2 separate regions of the Mus musculus genome follow, and region 1 is linked to region 2. A link is a contact called in public Hi-C data. All regions are on one chromosome and are shown on one strand. Each heading gives the region's core, a stretch centred on a gene start, on an enhancer-like site or on the middle of the called end of the contact. The rest is flanking DNA. Distances are from core to core; before and after follow the strand shown. Region 1 overlaps Slc12a1 (solute carrier family 12, member 1). Region 2 has its middle 100 kb from the start of 4930583P06Rik.

Region 1 (5,105 bases), core at 2,572-5,071, 880 kb after region 2:
GTTCTGCCTATGTGTGAACAGGGCACTTCCAGAGGCAAACGTTTAGTAACACAAATAAGAAATGGGCTTGCTTTCAGATTTACGATGTGTACTACAGGATGAAATAAACCAAACAGCTTTCCCTTCTCTTCTACGTCCTTTACTCTCTTTAGACTGGTGCAGAGAAGGCATCAGAGCCATCTGCAAGTATGTAGGATTTCCAGGGGGAGGCTCTTCTCTGAACACTGGAAACGGTTTTTGTTTGTTTGTTGACAAGGTTTCAACTACGGAGGCCTGGCTGTCCTGGAAGTCACTATATAGATGGGGCTGACCATAAACTCAGAAAACTGTCTGCCCCTGCCTTCTGACTGCTGTACTGGAGACATTTTAGGCCATGGGCTTAGTGTCAGACATCACTGAAGATGTCTGCCCAGTGGCAGAGAGGAGAGGCTGATAATCAAAAGATTTTGCAATCTATAAATGTTCCATTTTAAATACATCAGATTATTTAGATCACTTAATAACAGATTGATTTTTTTACAAGTATGTAGAGATCTCTTAACAAAAATATCTAGCTGGTGGGACTATTTTAACAAATCAGCTTTAGGGTGAATAGTCTATTTACCTCTACACAGAATTTATTTTTTTAAAGGCACAAAGAAAGAAACAAAACAAAACAAGACACTGGCTCTTAGCTGTATTCTAAAGTGAATTTTAATAGTTTCATGATATCAAAATCCTAGAGATGAGTTTAATGTTCACCCCAAGTGTGAGGGTTAAAGAGAACACTGGACACATTCTAATGTTGCTTCCTCTTTCAGTGACGCCTTTGACTTTGAGATTGGCGTGGTCATAGTCAGAATCAGCCAAGGCTTTGACATCTCTCCGGTTCTCCAGGTACAAGGTAAATATTTTCCTTATCCACTCAACAGATGGTGAATTGTTTTAGGTGGTTGGATCAGAACAGCGCTCAGTGTAAATAAAATGATTATGCCTTAGCCCATGGTGTGTGTGCTCCCTCTGTGCCTTCTCATGGAAAACACATGCAGCCTTTGCCTTGGTTATCAGAGATGTAGACCAACTCAGGCTAGTTAATGATTTTTCTTACTTCAATACCACAGCATGGAGGTAAATAAACACCTCCAGTAAAGTAGCCTGCCAAATTAATTTTTGCAAGATGTTTCAAAAAATGAAGCTGTTTTTGTTTTTCCCATGGCAAAGCATGTATTTGCCTTTAGGTGACAAGACATGAATGAAATGAATCTGAATGTGTCATGCCTGTGAATCACTCACTTAACTACCACACAGGCAGAAAGACTCATTCTGACTAGCAACTGTTTCTTCTCTATAGATAATTTGGTAGAGTTGTTTAGTCTTAGAATGTAAACATATTCTGTTGGTATATGAGGTAAGGAGAGCATATAAGAGGTATTTCTGAAAGATACAGAGAGAACACAAATATCCTCTTCAATGGAACTTAATGGAGTCCTCTAATGACACTGAGATGAGGGGATATTTTGCGATGGATGCCTGTCGTGTAATATGCAGAGTGTAGGTGAAGATGTTAGTGTTGATGATAATAATAATAATAATATGTTAATAATAATTAATAATCCTGGTTTATACACTTAAGAAACTGGCACTGTAGTGGGGAAATAGATATTACTGTGATTGTTACATATGAATGAGAAATTGTAGAAAAGAAGGCATATATAATCCCAAAAAGGCTTCCTGGAAGAAATATGGTTTGGAGTTTAGCGGATAAGTATGAGTTAGGTAAGCAATGTGGAGGGAGAGAAGACTAGTAAGACTTGGGAACGAGCATCTCCTGCCCAGAGGTGAGTGTGAGGAAAGGCTGAGATGAGAACTGGGAAGGGGTGGGTACATGCACAGTCAGAGCAGACTAGTACCACCAAAGGGGAAAGTATGACTGACTCTTACTCTTAGGGGCTCCCTGAGCTTCTTCTACCATACTGAAAAAGGCAGATCATAGTTGGTCACCAACAAGAATGCTCAGAAGAATTTCAGTGAGGATATAATGGTCAAACATGGGTTATAAAGTTGATACTATTTCATTCATTTGGGGCATGACTCAAAGAGGCCTAGAATGCAGGAAGGAATCTCATTTTCTTTCATATGTGAAATCTAGATTTAAATATGTATACATATGCATACATATATGTGACATTGAAGCATAAGTGGGTATATTTGGAGGTAGAAAGGGAACCAGTAACAGAGGGCAGGACAGATAGTAGAGGGTAGTCAGGGGGTACAAATATGAGCAAGACACAATGATATATATGTTTGAAAATGTCCAAAAACCCCACAAAATAGTAAGATAAGAAACTAATTTTTTTTAATTGCAAGGGTATATATACATAGTCTAGATTTCTCTAGAATAATAGTGTTGGAATCCTTGTTCAGGTCTTGCTTAGGCAGCCATATTGTTGAGTTGTCACAGGAAAAACTTGCCGGTCATGTCTAGGAGACACTCTCCCACAGCAGATTTCCTGGTTCTCTAGCTCTTACAATCATTATGCCACTTCTGCCATGCTGTCCCCTGAGCCTTAGATGCATGAGCTGTGTTGTAGATGTGCCAGTTGGGGCTAGGCAACACGCGGTCAGTTCTTCTCTGCATCTTGGTCAGGTATGGTTTCTGTCATTCTCCCCATCTACTGGAAAGAGAAGTTTCTTGGATGAGGAATGAAGACTACTCTTTTAAGGCCCTGAGTATAAGCCCTTAGAATTCAGTTAAGGATGTTGCTGCTTTAGTAAAGTGGCAGTGGTATGTTCTCCTCTAAGATCCATGACTTCACGAGTCGTGGGTAGCTGGCAGGTCTCCAGAACTAGGCATGGTCTCCCTCATGTTGAGCTGGCCTTAAGTCCAATTAGAGAGCTGTTGGTTACTGCCAAGCTATAAGTGCCACTATTGCATCTTACCATGCTGGTCATTGTTGTAGTTCATGGACATCAGAGCTGGGTAAGGCTATGAACTGCTTCCCTCCTATGGAAGCTTCCATAGAACCTTCTGGTACTATAAAAGCTAATCCTCAGGAAAAAGGCTTCCTGGTCAGATCCACCTTGTAGCCTCGGAGTCCTGTGTCCTATCTACTTTGACTTTTTTTTCTGGCTTTGCTGCCGTTATGTTTTCTATCTAAAAGCAAGAATGAAAAACATGCAGCTTGCATTTAGTTTGTGCATTTGCTTTGTGTATTATGTTAGTCTCTTCAAGCTGATATATGTGATGGAGCTGAAAACATCACCTCTACTACCTCTCACTGCTCCAGGCACCGGAATGTACTGCGAGTTTATTCCCATGAAGCCACTACTAGAATATGTAGTGTTTCTCAAAGAATCCTGAACTACAGCTCCTTTAAATTTCCCAAAGAACAAGTAGTGTTTAGATCAGCTTTGATGTTTGGATACTTTCTACTTCTTAACTAAGATGGGAAAATACAGTTAGATGTTAATAAAATAAGTACCAACTGTCTAGGTAAACAAAAATGCAATGTCACACAAATACACAGAGAACATGTGAGATAAAAACAAACAAACGTAATGACAGAAATTAGCTTGATGCCACAGCCCCATGCTTTGTTATGAAGCTTCAGTAATTTATGGCACAAGCCTCATAGTAGATTTTGGATTAGAAAAAACAAACTTGCAGTTCATTATATTATACTGTAATGTAGGGCTTAATAAGAGCCTGATAAATCTTCAGTATTGCATTACAGTATGTTAATGATTATCATCATAGCTTTCCCAACATGGGCACTGCAGTGTCATCACAGATTATAATTTAAGGGAAACATTAGCAATTCAGAGCCCATATACTACAGTTAATAAACCACTGAGTAGAAATCAGCTTTCCTGGTAATTTACCAGCTAATGGCAGTCGTTTCTATACTGTGTCACAGACTCATACGACAATAACTTTTTGTATAAATAAGATCGATGCTCATAACATTATAACTCGTTCACTGCGGCAAGTCACCCGGTACTGATGACTAATGTTTCTTCTTAATAAATTAATTTATTGCCTGACAACACACCAAAAAAAAATGTGACATTTCATATTTTTCACATCCCAGAGGTATTTAGCAAGTTTGCCAATTACAACAAAGAATCCAGATTGCACTGGTGGTAAACAAAGTGATAGAGTGTGAGTCACAATTGAGTACCCTGTGTAAGTACCACGCGATTTATGACCCGCTCAGAGCACGGTGATACTGCTGTGTCTGATCGAGTGGCTTTGCAAAATAAAGACAGATGGCCTAGCAGTAAATAATTGCTTGATTGGAAGGCAGGGCTGCAGGACTGCTCCCTGCCATCCTGCCGTCAATCCAGCCTGACTCCACCTAGGCATCAGCAACTGATCCATGTAAGCACGTGCGGCTTCAAGGTGATTGGCCAAGGAAAGAGTTCTAATTTAATAATGAATAAAGGAAAAGGGGGTTGTGAGATGGGCGAGAATACGACTGCCCTCTGGCTTTCTCTGCTCCTCCTTCTGCTGTCCTTAAGATTCAAAGCAGATGGTGAATTATAAGCCCCTAAATGACGTCTTTTTAAAAAATGGCACAGTAGAACTCATGAGGCAATTTTGGCCACTAAATCCAATTTCAAAATGCAGTCTCTCCAGTCATTTACTGTGTGGCTGGTTTATGAAGCACTTGGGAACACGGTGATGGCTATTCAGCAAAGTCTGGGTATCTGGTCTCACTAGAGTTGTTTTGGGGTGTGCAGGAAGAAAGTTATTCAAAACCTGCTCTCAACTGACAACCTCAAGGTCATTTACTTCCTCCACTACAGCCCTGGAATTCTCTCTCAAAATCTATAACAGCGAAGGGCAGGCAGATATCATGATTGAGTCACTGAAAAGGAGTAAAGAGTAGCAGTTCTCAACCTGTGGGCCTTGACCCTGTGGGAGAAAACAGAGATGTTTACATTATGATTCATAGCAGGAGCAAAATTACAGTTATGTAGTAGCAATGAAGATAATTTCATGGTTGGGGGTCAATAGAAAATGAGGAACTGGGTTAAAGGGTCCCAGCATCAGGAAGGTTGAGGCCCACTGGTAATGGGGATTAAACAATAGGGTGTGGAGGCACATTCCTGTAACCCCAGCA
Region 2 (5,643 bases), core at 1,128-3,627:
AATGAAATCTTTCTTCTCCTCCGCCCTGCATCTGTCTGCTTCTTCTTGCTGTATGCCTTCCTGGCAAGTTCACTCTATTTTTCTTGTTATATCCCAGTTGATGTTACATACATAAACAAGACATTTTTGTTTTACTCCATCTTCAGAAAGATGTACTGTAGGCAGATCATAGACTGTTGGACTAAAGCAACTCCATGAGTCAAGCCTGTGTTTGATCCAACTATGTACCCCGCACACCATATAAATAATGTCTGCAACATGGAAGCTGCTCCCTAAATGGATGATGTGTAGTCTCAGAAGCCTACATGAGGGCCCATTGACTCAGCCAAAGCCAGTCCACAGATGAGACCTCGTTCACAAGAAGAATGTGTGTTTATGTCTGTGTGTTCTTTGTAAGAAACAGACAAGATTGGAAGAAAGGGACTTCCTTTGACCTTTCAGAGACACTAAGGGACTAAACACAGCTGATCGTCCCGCCCCCAGGCACACACACACACACACACACACACACACACACACACACACACTCACTCACTCACTTTTATTTTCATTCTAAAGGAAAATAACAAATGTTAAAAATCAGTGAATGGCAAATCCATAGATTCAGCCAGATTTGAAACTTAACTATGTTGGAAACTTCACCCTAGATTCTGGTTTTGGCTCCTTTCTATAATTTGACATTTACATTAGATTTCCTGGTTGGTGGTGGCTGGTGGGGAAGCTGGGCTTTTCTTAGACAACCATTTTCCTAAAAAAAGAAGAAAATATTATAAACAGCAATCCATAATTTCTATAAGATGGCAAGTGTTGGAGGAACTCGATGTGTGAACCATACGTCCTTATCATTATTTATTATGCTTCAACAATTAGCAACAAAATATGGTCTGGTCACCCTTTACCATTCCCTATGGTTATAGTGCTTTACAGAGAAGCAGGCACCTCACTCCCCTGTGCCTGGTACTGTACAGTCTTGAGTCACCTTGGAAGAAACTCTGAGCTGCATATGTAAGGCTGACCATACATACTTTCTGTCCATCAGGGCTAGGCTCATTTCCTTCTGATTTTTGACTAAAGGAAGGCCAAAGTGCCTACATGCTGGAAGCTCACAACACTAAATCTGTTGGGATTTATCCTAATCTGTCATTTGAGAGATGCAAGATTTATTCCAAGCTCTTTCTAAGCAAAGGCACTACTGACTAGACTGAGTAGATCTGACAGTCATTGATAATTGAGAGGGGGCTTTAAAGTAGTGATCAAGGGACTTCCACGTGCTGTTTAATGAAAAGTCATATTTTACATCACTAAGGCCTTAATTTCTAGTGTGTCTCATTTCAATTTTCTTTCTTTAAAAATAGTAAGATTTAAAGAGGTGACTCTGCATTTAGGAGGGCTTGCTGTTCTTCCAGATAGTTCATGTTTAAGTCCTAGCACCTATGTCAGATTGTCCACAATGTGCTGTAACTCTCATTACTAGTCATAATGGTTTGAATGAGAATGTCCCCCATTGGCTACCATATTTGAACATTTAGCTCCCTGTTGGTCGTGCTGTTTAGAGAGGTTTAGGATGTGTGACATTGTTTTAGGATATATGTCACTGGAAGTGGACTCTGAAGACTTAAAACTCATGTCATTTCCAGATTATTCTCTCTTCTCCTCTCCTCCCCTCCCACTGCCCAACTCCCCTTGTCCTCTTCTCCCCTCTCTGCTCCTCTCCTCTCTTCCCCTCCCCTCTCCTTGCCTCCTCTCTCCTCTCCTTTCTTCTCCTCCACTCTCCTCCTTTCTCTTCTCTTCCCATCTCTTCCTTTCCCCTTCCTTCCCCCTCTCTTTCCCCCTTCTCTTCTCTCCCCTTCTCCCATCCCCCCTTTCCACCTCCCACCTCTTCTTTCTCTCTACTCTGCTTGCATTTCAAGGCATGAGCTCTCAGCATTCAGTTCCTGCCATACCACTGTGCTTCCTTCTCCTTTTTAATTCTTATCCATCTGGAACTATACAACCAAATAAACCCTCCAATAATTGCTTTGGTCATGGTGTTTGATAACACCAGTAAGAGAAAAAGAAGATATATTCTGGCTCTTCTGGCCTTCATTGGTACCCACATTCCAACACACACACATACACACAGAAAAAAATTAAAAATTTCAAATTAACAACAACAACAAACTGAGAAAGGCACATACTCGTGATTCATGTCTCAACTTCCCATTAGTTTTACATCTTATAGAGGTAATAGGATAAGTTCTTAGCTATGATTAAAAAAAAAAAAAACATGGCATGAGCCACTTGGAGGCTGAGGAGGGAAGCCATACTCCTTGTACCAGGCTCTCATCTACAGATTGCCCAGGACAGTGGACACACCAAGTGACTCAAAGATGGAGACTTCTTTCTTCCCAAGAGAAAGAGAAATAGAATGGAGATTTGACTGATGTAGATCTTTGTGGCTGGTTACCATATCACCATTAGCCCTTCTGACTAATACAGATGTTATTTGTAAAGCTTTAATGGACTGTAAGTGACTAGTGACTAATGTATATTTGAAATGCTTATCTAAAATGGAAATTAATCATTTTGAATCTTATGAGGTAAAAGATGACTGTGGAAAGAATGATCACATGGTCCCCGTTAATGAGAGTTTGGCTGTATGGCGCCCTCTAACAAACTGACAAAAAGATTCCATTGCTTACCCCAAAGATAGAGTGCCAATGTTGATGACTATCAGTAGTTACTAGTCATCTACAAGTTTGTCAGCACCTTTGCTAAATGTTCAGCCCCAGTGTGACTTGGAATATTTTTTGTAACTTTCTCTCTGAACACTTGTTAGAATGCTATCAACCCCATTTCTTCATCCCAAATCATTTTCTACCCAAAGCAATCTGAAAGTAACAAAACAGCCAAGCACTGTCTGCCTCACTCGACTTGAAAAGAGAAGTGAGGTCTTATATTAGATACCAAGGTCAGATAAAGGCAGGCTCCTAACATTGTGATTCCCCCTTAAGGGACCCAACGTCAAGAGTCCTTCACAACTTGGATCTGCCTGAGTTTGTGTCTGTGCAATAAGACTCTGCTAATTTACTGTAATTATACATTTATTTTACCTAGAAGTGAGATGGAAGTCAAAATGTTAGCCTGGTTTTTCTTCTAAGAAACACTCCTCATCTATCCCTTCTTCCTTTCCTCCTGTCATTTAAAATATCATAAACAACCTCTATAAATGTCAAGTCTTCTGGCCCTTTCACAGAAAGCCTCTTCCCTTGGTGAACTCCTTGTACTTATAGTTCTGACAATGTTGGATAAATGAGACGGGCAGGTGTCTGGAAGAGCCTTCCTCTTCCAGGACTCCTGTATATGGCTGTAATTTTTGATTGTGTGAAATGAATTATTTGACTTCACTTACTCAAAGTGACCTTCCACATGCTCAGATATAAACGTTTGGAATTCCACACTCACCTCTCTTTTGTTACATCTCATCTACTGGAAAACCTCAATCTACTCTACATAACAGAAAAGCCAGAAAGAATGTGCATTTGCGTGGGAAGGGAGAATGGAGTGGGGGGAGTTGGGGGAAGGGAAACCATAATCAGAGTATATTGTATGAAAATAACTATTTTCAATTTAAAAAGAATGTATCCTGAACCCTAATTATCCACTCCTTCATACCTTCTTTTCCTCTTTTCTTTTAAACCACTTTTAAGCCACCAGGACCTTCTAAGGTATCTGTGTTCTCCATGATCCCCTAGAGTCTGTCCACTCAGAAGCCAGGGTGATTGTCTAAAATCAAAGTCAGATTATGTCGCCCCTTCAAATATCCTAAAATAGAGTATCATCTCACACAGAGTAAATGTCCAAATCCTGGTAACAGGTGCTTAGTGTGTTCCACACTGTACTGTGTTTCTGCTGTACCTTGAGAGATTACAATCTTAAAAACTTATACTCTGCTTAAAATCTTTCACCTACTTTATTACTAAATTTATACTGACCTTGCTATTTCTCACACCTACAAAAGATATACCTGGGCCAAGTCCTTTGAACTTGCAGTTCTGCAGCCTCTGTCTTGCCACATGGTTAGTTATTTCCTTCATTTCCTTCAAGTGTATTCAAAAACAAAACAAAACAAAACAAAACAAAACAAAACAAAACAAAACAAAACAAAACACCTAGCTCTAGAGTTCGGCCATAACCTTTGTCTTTGCCCCAACTCTGGAAATCCCTAACCCTCTGTATCCAGTCAATTCACATATTGTTAGCTTAACCCTCTATAATGTAAACTCCATTCAGGAGATGATTCTTGTTAATCTGTCACACTGTTCCTCTGTAACACACAGAACTGTATCCATTAAACAATAGACATACCATAAGATAGTTTTTTATAAAAAATCTCAGAAAATACCTTGCAAACAATAAATTGAGTTTCAAGGTGACATTTCAATGAGGAACAGAAAGAAAGATTAAATTACTTAGATACCAAATTAAAGACAGAAACCGAACTTTCATCTTGAGACTCAAGCTTTAGTAAGATTTTAACTTCTGTGACATGAAAAGGGTGGATCACCTTTTATTCTCTACAAGTTATAATTAAAGTCTTGGGCCAGTTAATGTGGGCAGATGGTCAGAAAATTACTTCATTGGTAATGTTTTAATTTGTAATCAAACAATAGCTATGAATCTAAAAAGTCAATAGATTCGTATATACTTAAATGTTGATGAGATAGATCACACCTACTTTACTTTAAAACTATATAAAATTAATGTTTATGTTCTCTGTATTATTACATATCAGGTCCCTAGAAGTCTTTAATGACAAGCTACCCAAGCATCTGTTTGCATAGGCACTGGAAACAACTGCTATAGTTCTGCCTAGGCTGTTCTCCTGGGATTGTGGATGTGTGGACTCTTCTTTACAGGGATAGCACATCATGAATCCTTGGTAGTGATATGGTCTGTACAATATCCTCTTGGTCATTGTGTGTCTGCATCACTGGCTTTTCTAGGTGGGTTTTTTTCACCCCTTTTGAAAAAACAGAGCTGAGTAGATCGCATCCATACTGTGATGATGTTCTACAGACCCCATTCTTTATATTTAATTTATTTCCTATCAGGTTAGAGGCCAAGTTAATCACACAGTAAAGATCAGGGGTAGGTTTAAGTCTAGATTAATTTAAACCAGCCAGTCTCTCCCCAGAATACTCCTAAAATTCTTGCCAGAGATGCACAATTGCCAGGAGAAACTCAAATACAAAGGAGATAGTTATTTCATCTGAGAAAGGATTCAGTCAGTAATAAAACAAGGGGGGAAAGTACAAGACATCCAAGATAGAGCCTCCAGTGACAGGAAACTCCATCTCCAGCATGTTGGAGCAAGTCTTTATGATCCATCTGGGGAGGTGCAAAAAGGCAAGTGGCTCACACAGGGGGGCTGAACTTGGAAGAACAAAGGGATATAGAAAGCAAGAAGGCAGAGAACACATTGGGAGAGTTGTATGTCTGTTAGAGATTGGAGGAAGACAGTGGCTTTAGAAACAGGGGAAGGAATGTATGGAAGACATACAGAAGAGGAATGTAATGACTTGGCAGAATAAAGAAACAAGTTAATACAGCTTTCCCAGGAGTCAGGACAAAGAGTCCACAGAGTGTTGTTATCAGCAGTAA

Evidence for each region. Hi-C and Micro-C count contacts between places; a contact is called where the count stands out from the background.
Region 1: a contact with region 2 is called in a Hi-C map of pancreatic cancer cells, with 2.5 times the contacts expected there. The contact joins two enhancer-like sites. A contact is called at or near these places in 2 of 39 promoter capture datasets (cranial neural crest and hippocampal neurons) and 2 of 484 Hi-C or Micro-C datasets (adipose-derived mesenchymal stem cells and pancreatic cancer cells).

Annotation. Positions count from the first base shown.
Region 1 is chr2:125,205,215-125,210,319 of GRCm38.p6, forward strand. Slc12a1 (solute carrier family 12, member 1) reads left to right here. Exons shown (of 27, transcript NM_001079690.2): 20 at 801-883. Gm14002 (a long non-coding RNA gene) reads right to left here. Exons shown (of 4, transcript XR_866695.2): 4 at 862-4,897. Among named protein-coding and RNA genes, the nearest start is that of Gm46760, 6.3 kb to the left of the region's middle. Within about 2 kb of position 3,822, at least 22 of the 459 cell types and tissues checked have an H3K27ac peak or open chromatin away from gene starts, as enhancers often do. A contact at or near this core is called in pancreatic cancer cells, where this site is marked.
Region 2 is chr2:124,324,299-124,329,941 of GRCm38.p6, forward strand. It overlaps a transcript of Sema6d not described here. Among named protein-coding and RNA genes, the nearest start is that of 4930583P06Rik, 100 kb to the left of the region's middle. Within about 2 kb of position 2,378, at least 4 of the 459 cell types and tissues checked have an H3K27ac peak or open chromatin away from gene starts, as enhancers often do. A contact at or near this core is called in pancreatic cancer cells, where this site is marked.